Regions from separate parts of the Mus musculus genome. Here all the other regions are linked to region 1. A link is a contact called in public HiChIP or PLAC-seq data. All regions are on one chromosome and are shown on one strand. The core of a region is the stretch at or near the end of the contact, and the rest is flanking DNA. Distances in the headings are between cores, read along the strand shown. Region 1 overlaps Limch1 (LIM and calponin homology domains 1). Region 2 has its middle 22 kb from the start of Limch1. Region 3 holds the start of Limch1 (LIM and calponin homology domains 1).

Region 1 (3,799 bases), core at 500-2,999:
AAGCCCTTTCAACACAATGCATAACACTAACGGGACACGATCCACCAGCATTAATTACCTTATTATGTAACGGGCATATCACATCTCAGTAATATTTTAGTTATGCATGGCTAACAGGTATCTACCTTTGAGACTTCTCAGATTGCTAAGTTATTTTCTATACAGTTAGTTCACCCTGAAATGATGGTTAAGACCTTACATCCTGGTATTCTGCATGGCTCAGTAATGGCCGTACTACGGTTACCAGGATTAATATTTAGTCATTTAGCAGGCATCATTGCTGCTGAGGCCCTTGACACGGATGGTAGCATTTAACCATCAGGGTGATCTTAGACAGTATCAGCCTGGTTCCTTCACAAAGGCTGAAGGTAAGTGGCTCGCAAGGGTCCCAGTGCCAGGAGGCCAGAGAGGTGGAAACTCTAAACTGGTTCAATCCTCAACCCAGGCCATCAGTGGCCTGAGAGCCATATTTACCATTGGTGATCTCTCAGGATTTAAGAGTTTCTGACCCAGAAGAAGAAACTAAGTACTGAGACTTTCAAGTTCACTGCAGAAACAATCCAAGCTGCCATTTCTCTTCCCTTTCTGCCCCGGACCAACTGTTCATTATTCTGCAGAAGGTTAGAACTTCCTGGAATCCTTCAGGGCAGGAGGCAGTTCAGTCAGCCCCAGAGCAGCCAAGACCGTGCTGTCCCCAGCCAGGCAGCCAGCCATTCAGAGTGCCATTCAGGGTGGAAAACAAATGTCGTTCTAAAATAAATGCATCATCTATGCAATCCATGCTCAAACGCTTAGTTTAAATGCATACTATTCACCCAAATCAAGCCACCACTAGCTAAATGTTCAGAGAGAGAGAGAGAGAGAGAGAGAGAGAGAGAGTGTCAAGAAGGCTGAAACTCAACTTAAAACTCTTTATATGCACCAAGAGAAAGAAGGGGCTATTTTTAAAAAATGAATTTAAAAGTGGTAATGTACCAGGCACCTTCTATTTTTCTATAAAGTTTTCTGAGCTCTGTAGCACACAAAGGCTATCTGTAATCAAGGGAAATTCCCAAAGCTGGTTTAATGAACCCAAGTCTGGCTTCTCCATCCTGAATGCTTGTTATTTCTGTATTAATGGCATTACATCCAAGGAAATGAGTTCAAAGTTGGCAGTCTTAACCAGCCCAGATAGAATCAGAGGTTTGCTCCTAAAACACACCCTTGCTGGCGAATGTGCTTTCTGACTCGTGCGTTCTGTCCCTTTGGTTACAGCTCGGAAGATAGGTCTTCCATCCTTCCACTGGAAACAGTTTTTCAAGGATGAAAACAAACAAAAACAGAGTCCTGGAAGGGAATGAATGAGCACACGGAAGGGTGTGCGTGAGGCTAAGCCAGGAGTTGGCGTCCCCTTCACCAAGAACTCCATCCAAACTAGCCTTACTGCCTGACTCAGCTCCAAGACCAGAGGCAGGAGGAGGCAGATTCCTGGCTTCAGAATCACACCGTTTAGCCACAAAAATCTACCTAGCTACTGGCTGCTCCCCAGCCTTGTCAGATTGGCAGAGAGCAATCACAGGATGGATGGTAGCTGAAGCAATCACAGGGATGGACGACAGCCGTTAAGGCAGAAGGGTGAGAGCCGGCCCAATACCTAAGCTACAGCTCATCGTTTGACCTCCATCGTTTAAATGGCGATGTCCAAGGACCTTCCTGGGACTATTCTGGGATGGTGAGAGATTTTCTGGCTCCAGGCCTTGACTAACTGGACGCAAGCCTGGAAAACCAGTGTATTTGTGTCCTGGCACTATGACCCAGTGCCACATTGCTATGCGTGTGATTCTCCTTTTGCCTTAAGAATCTGTCCCCACTAGAAGGAGAAGCAGCAAGCCAGCAGATCCATTCCTCTACGCTTTAATTACCTTCCCCGCCACACACACATTTGGACCATGCTAGCTACTGGATGCTTTTCAAGCCACTAAAGATGGGCTGTGTTCAATTTATCTCCTCTGGCACATATCATCTTGAAATTGCTAAACAATTTTTATATACAGATATACGTTAGTATTTAATAGATTTTCATTTCAAGAACATTAATCTACCAACCTTAAGATGACTTCTGGTTGGGGAAAAACACTTTCCTGTCGACATTTGACAGGAATCTGCAGTTGGTGTCAACTGCGAGGCAAACAGCGCCTACCCGGATGCCTTTGTCCTGCCCTCACTGAGAAGCAGAAGGAGCAAGAAAGATCTGATTGTTCCCCTGGGTCAGAAAACAGAAGGAAACTGCTGATTTTTTTTTTTTTTTGAGGAGGGCCACAAGCTTGTTGAAGACAAGGGACAAACAGCCCCACCTCATCACTCAGTCTGAGAAAAGCTCACAGAGTGCTTGAGGTACCCAAGAGCCGGGCTTGGCTCATCACACAAGAACTGCCATCGACCACTGGGGGCTCCGACATTGGGGATGAGTGACTGTGTGAGAGAAGTTTGGTCAGTCTTCATGAAATGGAGTGACCGGGGGTCTCTGTGCCTGGAGAGTGGAATCTTGGAAGCCCAGGTGGTAGAAGAGAGCCAAGACTGGAGAACACAACAGATACAGAAAGAGCCAGGGGAAGAAATAAGCGATAGAGTCTCCTAGAAAGAGCTGTTGACAGCTGCCTGACTTTTAGGGAATGAACTGGACTGACGGACACCAGCAGCTGGGAGAAGACAAAAAAATCCATCTCATACATATAAAATTCACATCTGCTCAAAATGGTAATTTCGATAATCTTATGTAAATTCCCCAAATCTTTATATTTCTCCCTATTTTGTATTTCTAGGGGGAAAATGTACTATTTTACCTTGTACTTGATTATGGTAATACAAAAAATAAGGGCTCCTGTGGGCTACAAGTCACCTGGACACCAAGCTAAGTGCTTGGCAGATGTGCAATCTCACAGTAACTATCTGGCATGTATTAGTCTAGGTAATAGTGCTCCAGTACTTACTTCTATACACAAACTGAAGTCAGACACTTACTTAACCATGTTCAGGCCGTGTTTGGCCTACTGCATGGAGTTCTTGAGGTAATTTGGGAGAGGGTCATTTTCAGACCACCAAGCAGGGAGGAGATCCAAATGCAAGCGTGACTGACAACGGCGGACAGAAACCGCCAGCACCACCGTGGAGATAGCTTTGAGGGAGACTGCACTAGCCAAGTCTCTTGTTGTGGTAAAAATACAGGGTGAAAGCAACATAAGGGAGGGAGGCTGCCTTGGGCTCTTGGTTCAAGGGGATACAGTCCGTCATGGCAGCAGGAGCACGAGGGTGCTGGCCACACTGCGTCTGCTGTCGGAAAGAAGAGATGGACGCTGGTGCTCAGCTCCCATTCTCCCTGTTCCTCAGACTATTTGATGATGCCATCCACGTTTAGAGTGGGTCTTCCCACCTCGGTGGTTAACCCAGCCGAGACACGCTCGGAGGCTTGTCTCCTAGGCAACTCCAGAGTCTATCCAACTGACAGTCAACACTGAATATCATGAAGATGGAAGTGCGACTTTCAATAGGCTACAAACATAGAATCGGTTCATCTTCAGCTCAGGGAAACATCTGAATCTCTTCCCAACCCTCTAGTCTAGGATGCTGTATGTGCATTACAACAGGATCTTCTAACATAAGCCAGCATTCTAAAATGCAAGGTGCTAGGTTTTTATTGGGCTTCTAACACACACACACACACACACACACACACACACACAGAGAGAGAGAGAGAGAGAGAGAGAGAGAGAGAGAGAGAGAGAGAGAGAGAGAGAGAGAAGATGTGGAGAGATCTCACAAG
Region 2 (3,799 bases), core at 850-3,349, 290 kb after region 1:
CACAGATACAAATAGCTGACAGGTCAGGAGTATGGTGGGAGACACTGGTCTCCTCAAGGAGTCTGGAAGAGTGGAGAAAGCGTCCCTTTACAACACTGCACTGAATGATGTGACAGGCGGCCATCCTCCATAGCCTTCTAGCATCAGACTCTGGCCACATTCACCCATTGGATGAATCTAGGGTCTTCATCTCTCACAACCTGTGTCTGTATCCATCTCTGTTTTCCTTTGCCCATCGCCCTTATTCTCTCCTCCAAAGAAGCATATGGTAGCCTACAGGGATGGACCTATATTCCAATAACTCCTTGATCAAAGAAAGAAAAAAAGAATTGTTTCTAATCCATAGCTAAAAATTACAGTAAAAGACGAATGTTGGATCACATAGCTCTTTGGGACCAGTCATTGAAGCTCAAGAGACAGTGATTGGCCTGATGAAGGTCGTGTATCAACTGTGTTCAAGAGATAAACCCTATTATAGCACCAAGTTAAGGGTACTGGGTCTCACCAGCTCCATAAAGGAAATTCAATGTTATAACTCATGTACATCCATCTCTGATAGGAAAAACGTTCATCTTATTGATATTATAAATAGAAAATATCTCTAGCAGATAGTAATTTTATATTGCAACACTTCAAAGCAATGGTTCTTAAACTGTGGGTTGCGACCCCTTTGGGGCTGCATATTAGAAATCTACATTACGATTCATAACAGTAGTAAAATTACAGTAATGAAGTAACAATGAAATAATTTTATGGTTGGGGGTCACCACAACATGAGGTATTAAAGGGTCACAGCATTAGGAAGGTTGAGAACCACTGACTTAAAGGCTGTGATTTTTTTTTATTTAAGAATTTGTTTAGATTGAGTGATTGATAAAAGATTATTGCTCTCACAGCCAGGAATATTAATAGTTGGATTTTTTTTAACTGAGATCCCTCATGAAAGTTTTTAATTTTTAACTTTTGTTAAATCAAATGAAAAAATTTAAGAGTGAATTCAGAAGGCCAAAGGAGCTTTGTAGGAAAGGGAGAAAAAAACTGTGTAACCTCTGTCTCACCTTCTGGTGCATGTTTATTTAAACATTCTGCCGATGTTGATATGATCCACCAAGAATGTAAGCCAGGTTCAGTACAATGAGATATGATTTATTTACAAATCTGCAGAGCTCAGGCTCCTTTTATAACAAAAGTTAAGAAAATAAACAGAGTGTACAAGCCTTCAGACAAACAGTGTCAACCTATAAACTCAAAAACAGAGTTGGGACAACTCCAACCCGTAAGCAATGTTGTTTTTCCAGAGCAAATATTTGACCAGTAGTCAAATAAGGAGAGATTACACTGAGATAATGTAGCTATAGCATCCTCTGGATCAAAGTCTCAGCCATTTCTCTGACTCCAATCTCAAGAATCAATCGTTACATCAAAACGAGAACAGAACTCACCAACACCCCATTTTCTTTTTCAAAGGCCTTGATCTTGGTTGGAGACAGTGTCAGCAGACCAAAGCACTCTAGGACACTTGTCTTTCTCAGCACATGGGCTTGAAAATCTCAAGTGGCCCAACTTCTTGGAAGTACCAGAACTCAATCCTATAAATAGCTGGGATTTGCACTTTTAAAAAAAAAATTCACTTCAAAATATAGTAGAACCTGTAGTGAGTGGTAGCATTCTCTTGTAATCCCAGCACTCAGAAGGCTGAGGCCAGAAGACAGAAAGCGGAGGGCTATTAGCAAGCCATTCTGGGAAACACACATAGGCACAAATGACTCCTCCTAAGATGGCCTCAACTCTTCAGCTTTTTTCAGATGCTTAGTGTATTCTGTGCTGACCTTCGTCTGCATGCTCAAGGGGTTAACGAATGAATGTCATGATTTTCGGAGTCTGCCGCACTCAGGAAGCCTTGCCGTGCATTTTAATTCCTGCTTTGCATAGGCATTTGTACAATAAGAAATCTTGCTTCCCAGTCCTGAAGCCTGAATAGGATTTTCCCTCTCCCCACCAAAGCAGTCTGATTCACTGGATCCCTGGAGGAGGAGATAGCAGGGTTGGACAGTTGACATAACAGGAAAGTAGTTCTTCTAGGTTCCTGTACCAGGAAATAGCTCCTTACTGCCAAGACTGTAAACCCCAGGGCCAGACCCCAGTCATATGGAGCCCGATGTTCTCTGTGCAGTTCCATGGCTACTGGAGGAATAAGGCTTTGAAGAAGGAGAAAAAAAAATCATGTCTAAAATACATCCTGTTGAGCACAGAGCAAACACAGAAACCTTTGTCCCAGATTGTATCGTGTGCCGGACAAAGACTGCCAGTCACGACTCTCTTCCCATTTTGGACAAGCAAATCCTTCCTTTAAAAGAAAAATACGTACAAGATAGAAGTCAGTCCGAACCGCTGAGCCAAGAGAGGGGGCAACCCAATTGCCCTCTGGTTTGATTCAGAGAGACTAAAGAAAGTTTCAGGGGATTATGTGGTTGCCCTTCGTGATATTTTAAAGCTTGAATGGCAGCATATGTACCCCCAAAGATTCCCAGTTGCGCGCCAATAAAACTTCCAGTCCCAGCTGAGCACTGTCTCACGACACTTCCGAGTTAAGTCCAGCCAGACACGCACTGACTCCCGTTAACCACATTTCCCTTAGTTTTTTTAACATGTGTATTCATTGGGGGGGAGGGGTGTCAGAGGTCAGCTTGTGGGAGCCATTTCTCTCTTTCTACCATTTAGTTCTCGGATATGAAACTCAGGCTGTCAGGCTTGGCCACAAGCACCTTTTCCTGCTGAACCGTCTTGCTGGCCCTTCTATTTAAACACATTGATGACCGACCAGCCTTTCTGATTTCTAACCCACTGTTCCCTTTCTTGGTGGGGATGCTCCTACAGATCTCTGACGATGCTTTGTCACAAGCAGTATTTCGGAGACACCTAGTCTATTTGCACAAAACACCTCAGTCATTCAGGTCCCATGGGCCACTTGGCCCAACCTTCTAGATGCACCTTATTTTTTTTTGATAATTTTTTAAATTTTAATTAAGATATAATTATATCCTTTCCCCTTCTTTTTTTCTCCCCCACAACTCCTCCTCAGTTCAAGCCATCCCATCTGGGCCCCTCTACACCTACCCCACAAAGACATTTAAATTGTTTTAGTTTGGCTTCTTACAATATAGTCCCATCCTCCTGATTCTCTTAACTGCCGACCTCAGCACACTCAAGTTTGGGAAGGTAATTTGGGCAGGTGAAGTTTATAATCCGTACCATCTGCAGACCACAGCAGCTAGAAGCCAAGTGACTGGCAGCAGTCATTTTGTGAGTTTCTCAGAGAGAGAGGCATGCCCTGTTCAGATTTGAATTTCCACGGGATTCTACCACTATGCTTTGATCAAAGTAGACACCTAATACATATTTAGGAGGAAAAGTAGGCTAATCTATCTCTAGGGTCTGCTTCCAATTTTTAAAATATCTGTAATATATATGATGTGCATGTAGCTGGAAGAGAGTTTGAGCCCTTTATAAAGCAGCTTGGTTGAATTATAAGTCACGTGCCATACAGTCCAGCCATGTAAAGTGCACAGCCGCACGGCTTCAGTATATTTAGTCCTGTGCCACCACTGGAGCCAATTTCAGAGTACCCATTACCCAAGAAGGAGGAGTCCCATCCCTGTTATTACTCACTCCTGTTACTTCCCAGTTTCCCCAAGGCCCAGGCAAATACTAACTATTTTAGGGTTCTCTGGATTTTCCCATTCTGGACATCCATCTAGACAGAGTCATACAAAATGAGGTCTAATGCACTGACATCTTT
Region 3 (3,799 bases), core at 674-3,173, 270 kb after region 1:
CCCGGCTCTGCTTTCTTAAACTGTCTCTTCCTTTCCTCAAGCTGATATGAAAGCTAATGTTCTACACTGTGTAATGTTTAGCCTGAAATACCAACAGGAAAAAAAAATCTTTATATATTTTGATCTATGGGGAGATGTAATAAATATGTGTACATATTCCAAAATTCACAGAGATGTGAGATTCAGATTTGCATTCTATCCTGCATGGAGTTTATACCACAATGCACTTTTAAAGGCAGGACATGTATGTCAATATTACTATAAATTACTATCAGTTACTATCAAAGAAACTGGGAATAAATCACGTGCCTATGAGAAAACAGAGGCTAATTTCCCCCCCAAAAAATTCAAGAAGTTGAAAGAAGCTGTCACACAACTCTCCACTACTGTCTCCAGTGAGCCTGTGAGCCCCAAACTCAGAGAGAACACCTGTCATGCTCCAAGCCTTCCATCAAAATAAGCCTTCCATCAAAAATAAGAGGCTAACGTCGTTTTCTCATCTGGTAGTAAGTTACATCTGGTAGTTACAAGAGACAAGCCAGCCCTGACTTTTAGTAATGGTGCCTGGTATATATTGTTTCCTTAGTTCCGTTTTTAAATAGATGGCTCCAAACGCTAAGGAGCTTTTTTGCATCCATGAAGCTGGTTGACCCTGAAAGGTGGCGGCCTGTGGCTGAGCCTTCCAGCAATAGCCTCTGCAGGCAACCCAGCAGGTTTAAATATACAGCCCTATAGTTCTATCACCCTACCAACATTGGAGACCTGGGCTGTCCCAAGGGTGGGGATGGGGTCGCTAAGCGACCATCTGAGTTCTCTGAAGCGTATTCTTGCTTGGTCACGACTTAGCTGCACACATCCTCCTTTGAACTCTCAGGCCAAGGGGGTTGCGCGCCATTTAGCCAAATTCCTCTTCTACAAGGCATTTTAAAAGGTGGTTCATAGGAATTCCAAGAGTGGATCACAAATCACCTCTCCCACTCTCGCCCTCCACGCGTCCTGAACCCAAAGACCGGATTGTTTCAGAATAGCAGGGCTACTGAGCTGCACCTGCAGATAGACATCATGAATCAGGATCACCCAGCGAGCGCTTCCTGGACTGAGCCGAGAGCTCCAGTGATTTCCTTGGCCTTCCACCGAGTCATTTAAGAAGTGAAATGTGCCAACCTGGCCCGGTACGGGGCCTGCTGCAGCCCACCCTGCGGTCTCTGGGACAACCGATAGCTGGGCAGCGTGTCTACGGATAGCGCACTCACAACTAGGTCTTGCAGGTTCCCCCCTACGCTGTGCTCTGCGCCAACCTTGCACCTGAACGGGTGCCAGAACACAGCCAAGAGGCTTGGATGGGTATGAGCCTCAGTGGTGATACTGCCAACTCTGCTCCGGAAGGGAGAAGAGAGAGGCCAAGGGAATGTGGAGCAGTGAGCGGGACACCCCGAAATGCGGCTCCCGCAAAGGGCTCTGGAAGCTCGAGCCCCTGTAGCCTTTGCAGCGCTACGGCTCGCACTGCGCTTTCCGTAGCAGCACTTGCAAACCAAGCGGAGATTGCGAGCTCCGCAGGCAGCAGGGATGAAGGCGCAGGGGACAGCCTCTTGCCCCTGGGCGCACAGCTAGACCGCAGTGTCCCCCCTGTTCACGCCCACCATCCCAGAGCCCCAACGCCAAGGGATCTCAGTCTTCCGAAGGCCGCGGAGGATGACCTGGGGAAGCTGGCCACGAAAGTGGGGGAAGGCTGGACCTGAGGTCGCTGCTCTCGGGGCAGCAGCTTGGGGCGCCCCTGCAAGGCCGCCCGCCGGTGGCGGCACCTACCTCGATCCACTTCTGTGCCTCGGCGAAGGCAGGCTCCGGAGGTGGTTCGGGCTGCAGGGGTTGAAGGACTTCCAGACCGAGAGCGGGGCAAGCCATCTGCGAAGCCCGGCGAGTACTGGAGCGCTCGGCCGCCGGGATGAGCACAGCCTCCTCCGCAGGAGCGCGCTCTCCGCCCCTTCCCGCCCGCCGCGCTCTCCAGCCGCCTTCCCCGCCCCCACCGAGCGCAGGTCCCGGAGGACAGCGGCGCGCACTGCCGGAGGACACCGTGGCCACCTCAGCCAGTGGCGCCCGGGCCCGCCGCTTCGTCCCCTCCCCCAACTAAAAATAACCTGCCAGGAGCTCCGGGCGTCCTTCCCGGGCTCATGCAAGGACCGTGGGAGGAACACGGCCCGCCACCCCGCTTGTCCTGCCTCCGGCCGGCTACTTTGGGTAGCAGGTCGAGCTGCACCTTGGGTGAAGCTGGGCGGGGAAACAGCACTACTGCGGCAGAACTGGAGGACTGACTGGCACCTGCTGTCCCTCCCAGCTACAGACCTGAGGCCTAGAGCTGCAGCTCCGGACCCAGCACTCTAAGGTGTTCACAAGGCAACCGCCAGATCTTTCTGTTAAAAGGGGAGGGACTCCCCGCAAGCTACCTGGGCCTTAGCCTGTTGACTCATTCACAGGATTTATTCAGCTCTTATTATTCTCCAACCACCAAGCTAGGAACCTAGGACTGCCGGATTGGGAATGGGGGGTGGGGTGGGGGCAGGGAGGGATAAAACAAAAACAAACAAACAAACAAACAAACAAAAACTCCTAAAATGTGTGCTGGTTAGTTTTATGTCAAGTTGACACATGTTAGAATTATCTGAAACAAGGGAACCTTAACTGAGAAAATGCGAGGGAGAGCCTAGCCCATTGTGGGTGGCACCATCCCTAGGCTGGTGGTCCTGGATTCTATAAGAAAGTAGGCTGTGCAAGCCATGAAGAGCAAGCTAGCAAGCAGCACCCTTCTATGGCCTCTGCATCAGCTCCTGCCCTGCTTGAATTCCTGTCCTAATTTCCTTTGATTAGGAACAGCGAGATAGGGAAATGTAAGCCAATACCCTTTCCTCCCCCGTTGCTTTGATAATGGTGTTTCATCACAGCAAGACACAATTCTAAGAACTTGCCTTCAAGATACGTACACTTAGACTGGGATATAGCTCAGTTGGTAGAACGCTTACCCAGCATGCAGCTCACCCTGCTTTCTGTCCCCAGCGTCATGTCCTTGGAAGTACAAGCTCATAATCCCAGCACTCACTAGGTGCAAGCAGAAGATCAGAAATTCAAAGTCATCCATTGCACAAGCCAACTTGAGCTATATGAGACACCGTTCTCTGTATGTATTTCTCTAGATATTCACAATACCGATATTCACACTGGGGAGCAGACAATAAACATGGGAATCAAAAGATGTTGTAGAATGAGCTATCTGGTAAGAGATGGCCTGTGTTGAGGAGAGAAGGTGCCAGTTGATTTTTAATAAGCTGCTCATGTTGCTCTTGAAATGGCTGCACCAGTGCATTTGGGAGGCAAGCATGCTGGGAGAGGCCTGGAGGAGGGACAAGTGGAGAAGGAAACTGGGTATTTACGCTGGTGTCTCCCTGAGGATTGACTGACACCACCACTCTAAAGCAACATATGTCTTCTTTCCTTGGGTCCTGTCTCCTCTTGACCCATTCCTCCCTTCAGGCCCAGGAATGCTAAACCCCCCTGGTTTCCCACCTTTGCCCACTTCCTTCTATCACCCCTTAGTTTTGCTCAGTCACTTCATCTGTGGCTCAGTAAGCTCAGGGTGTTGTGACAAACCTTTCCTGGGAAGACACAACCCACATGTCTACTTACACTAGGCATGGATCCTGTGGCAGATGAGATACAAGTCCAACTTGGTGAACAATGAGTTTCATTGGGTTACTTAGAGGAACGTGGGTGAGACGTTACTTACAGTCGCAGAAAGGACTCAAAGACA

What was found. HiChIP or PLAC-seq counts read pairs in DNA pulled down with a chosen protein or histone mark.
Region 2: an H3K27ac HiChIP or PLAC-seq map of neural progenitor cells shows a contact between it and region 1, with 8 times the contacts expected there. The contact joins two enhancer-like sites. A contact is called at or near these places in 3 of 15 datasets of contacts at CTCF or cohesin (the NIH/3T3 cell line, embryonic stem cells and large pre-B cells), 16 of 484 Hi-C or Micro-C datasets (bladder smooth muscle, bone marrow-derived macrophages, cerebral cortex and 6 more) and 12 of 115 datasets of contacts at active chromatin or transcription factors (VIP interneurons, cardiomyocytes, differentiating embryonic stem cells and 5 more).
Region 3: a contact with region 1 is called in an H3K4me3 HiChIP or PLAC-seq map of forebrain, with 7 times the contacts expected there. The contact joins the promoter of Limch1 here to the enhancer-like site in region 1. A contact is called at or near these places in 8 of 39 promoter capture datasets (the 3T3-L1 cell line, embryonic stem cells, liver and 3 more), 3 of 484 Hi-C or Micro-C datasets (the HL-1 cell line, bone marrow-derived macrophages and embryonic fibroblasts), 19 of 115 datasets of contacts at active chromatin or transcription factors (VIP interneurons, craniofacial prominence, embryonic basal ganglia and 12 more) and 3 of 9 other capture datasets (adipose tissue, embryonic stem cells and liver).

The regions. Positions count from the first base shown.
Region 1 is chr5:67,009,076-67,012,874 of GRCm38.p6, reverse strand. All of the region lies in intron 13 of Limch1 (LIM and calponin homology domains 1), which reads right to left. Among named protein-coding and RNA genes, the nearest start is that of Gm33040, 11 kb to the right of the region's middle. Within about 2 kb of position 1,749, at least 49 of the 459 cell types and tissues checked have an H3K27ac peak or open chromatin away from gene starts, as enhancers often do. A contact at or near this core is called in VIP interneurons, adipose tissue, embryonic fibroblasts and 5 more, where this site is marked.
Region 2 is chr5:66,721,596-66,725,394 of GRCm38.p6, reverse strand. No RefSeq gene overlaps it. Among named protein-coding and RNA genes, the nearest start is that of Limch1, 22 kb to the left of the region's middle. Within about 2 kb of position 2,099, at least 18 of the 459 cell types and tissues checked have an H3K27ac peak or open chromatin away from gene starts, as enhancers often do. A contact at or near this core is called in neural progenitor cells and oligodendrocyte precursor cells, where this site is marked.
Region 3 is chr5:66,744,013-66,747,811 of GRCm38.p6, reverse strand. It overlaps Limch1 (LIM and calponin homology domains 1), which reads right to left and starts at 1,923. Exons shown (of 26, transcript NM_001001980.3): 1 at 1,807-1,923. The coding sequence starts at 1,902.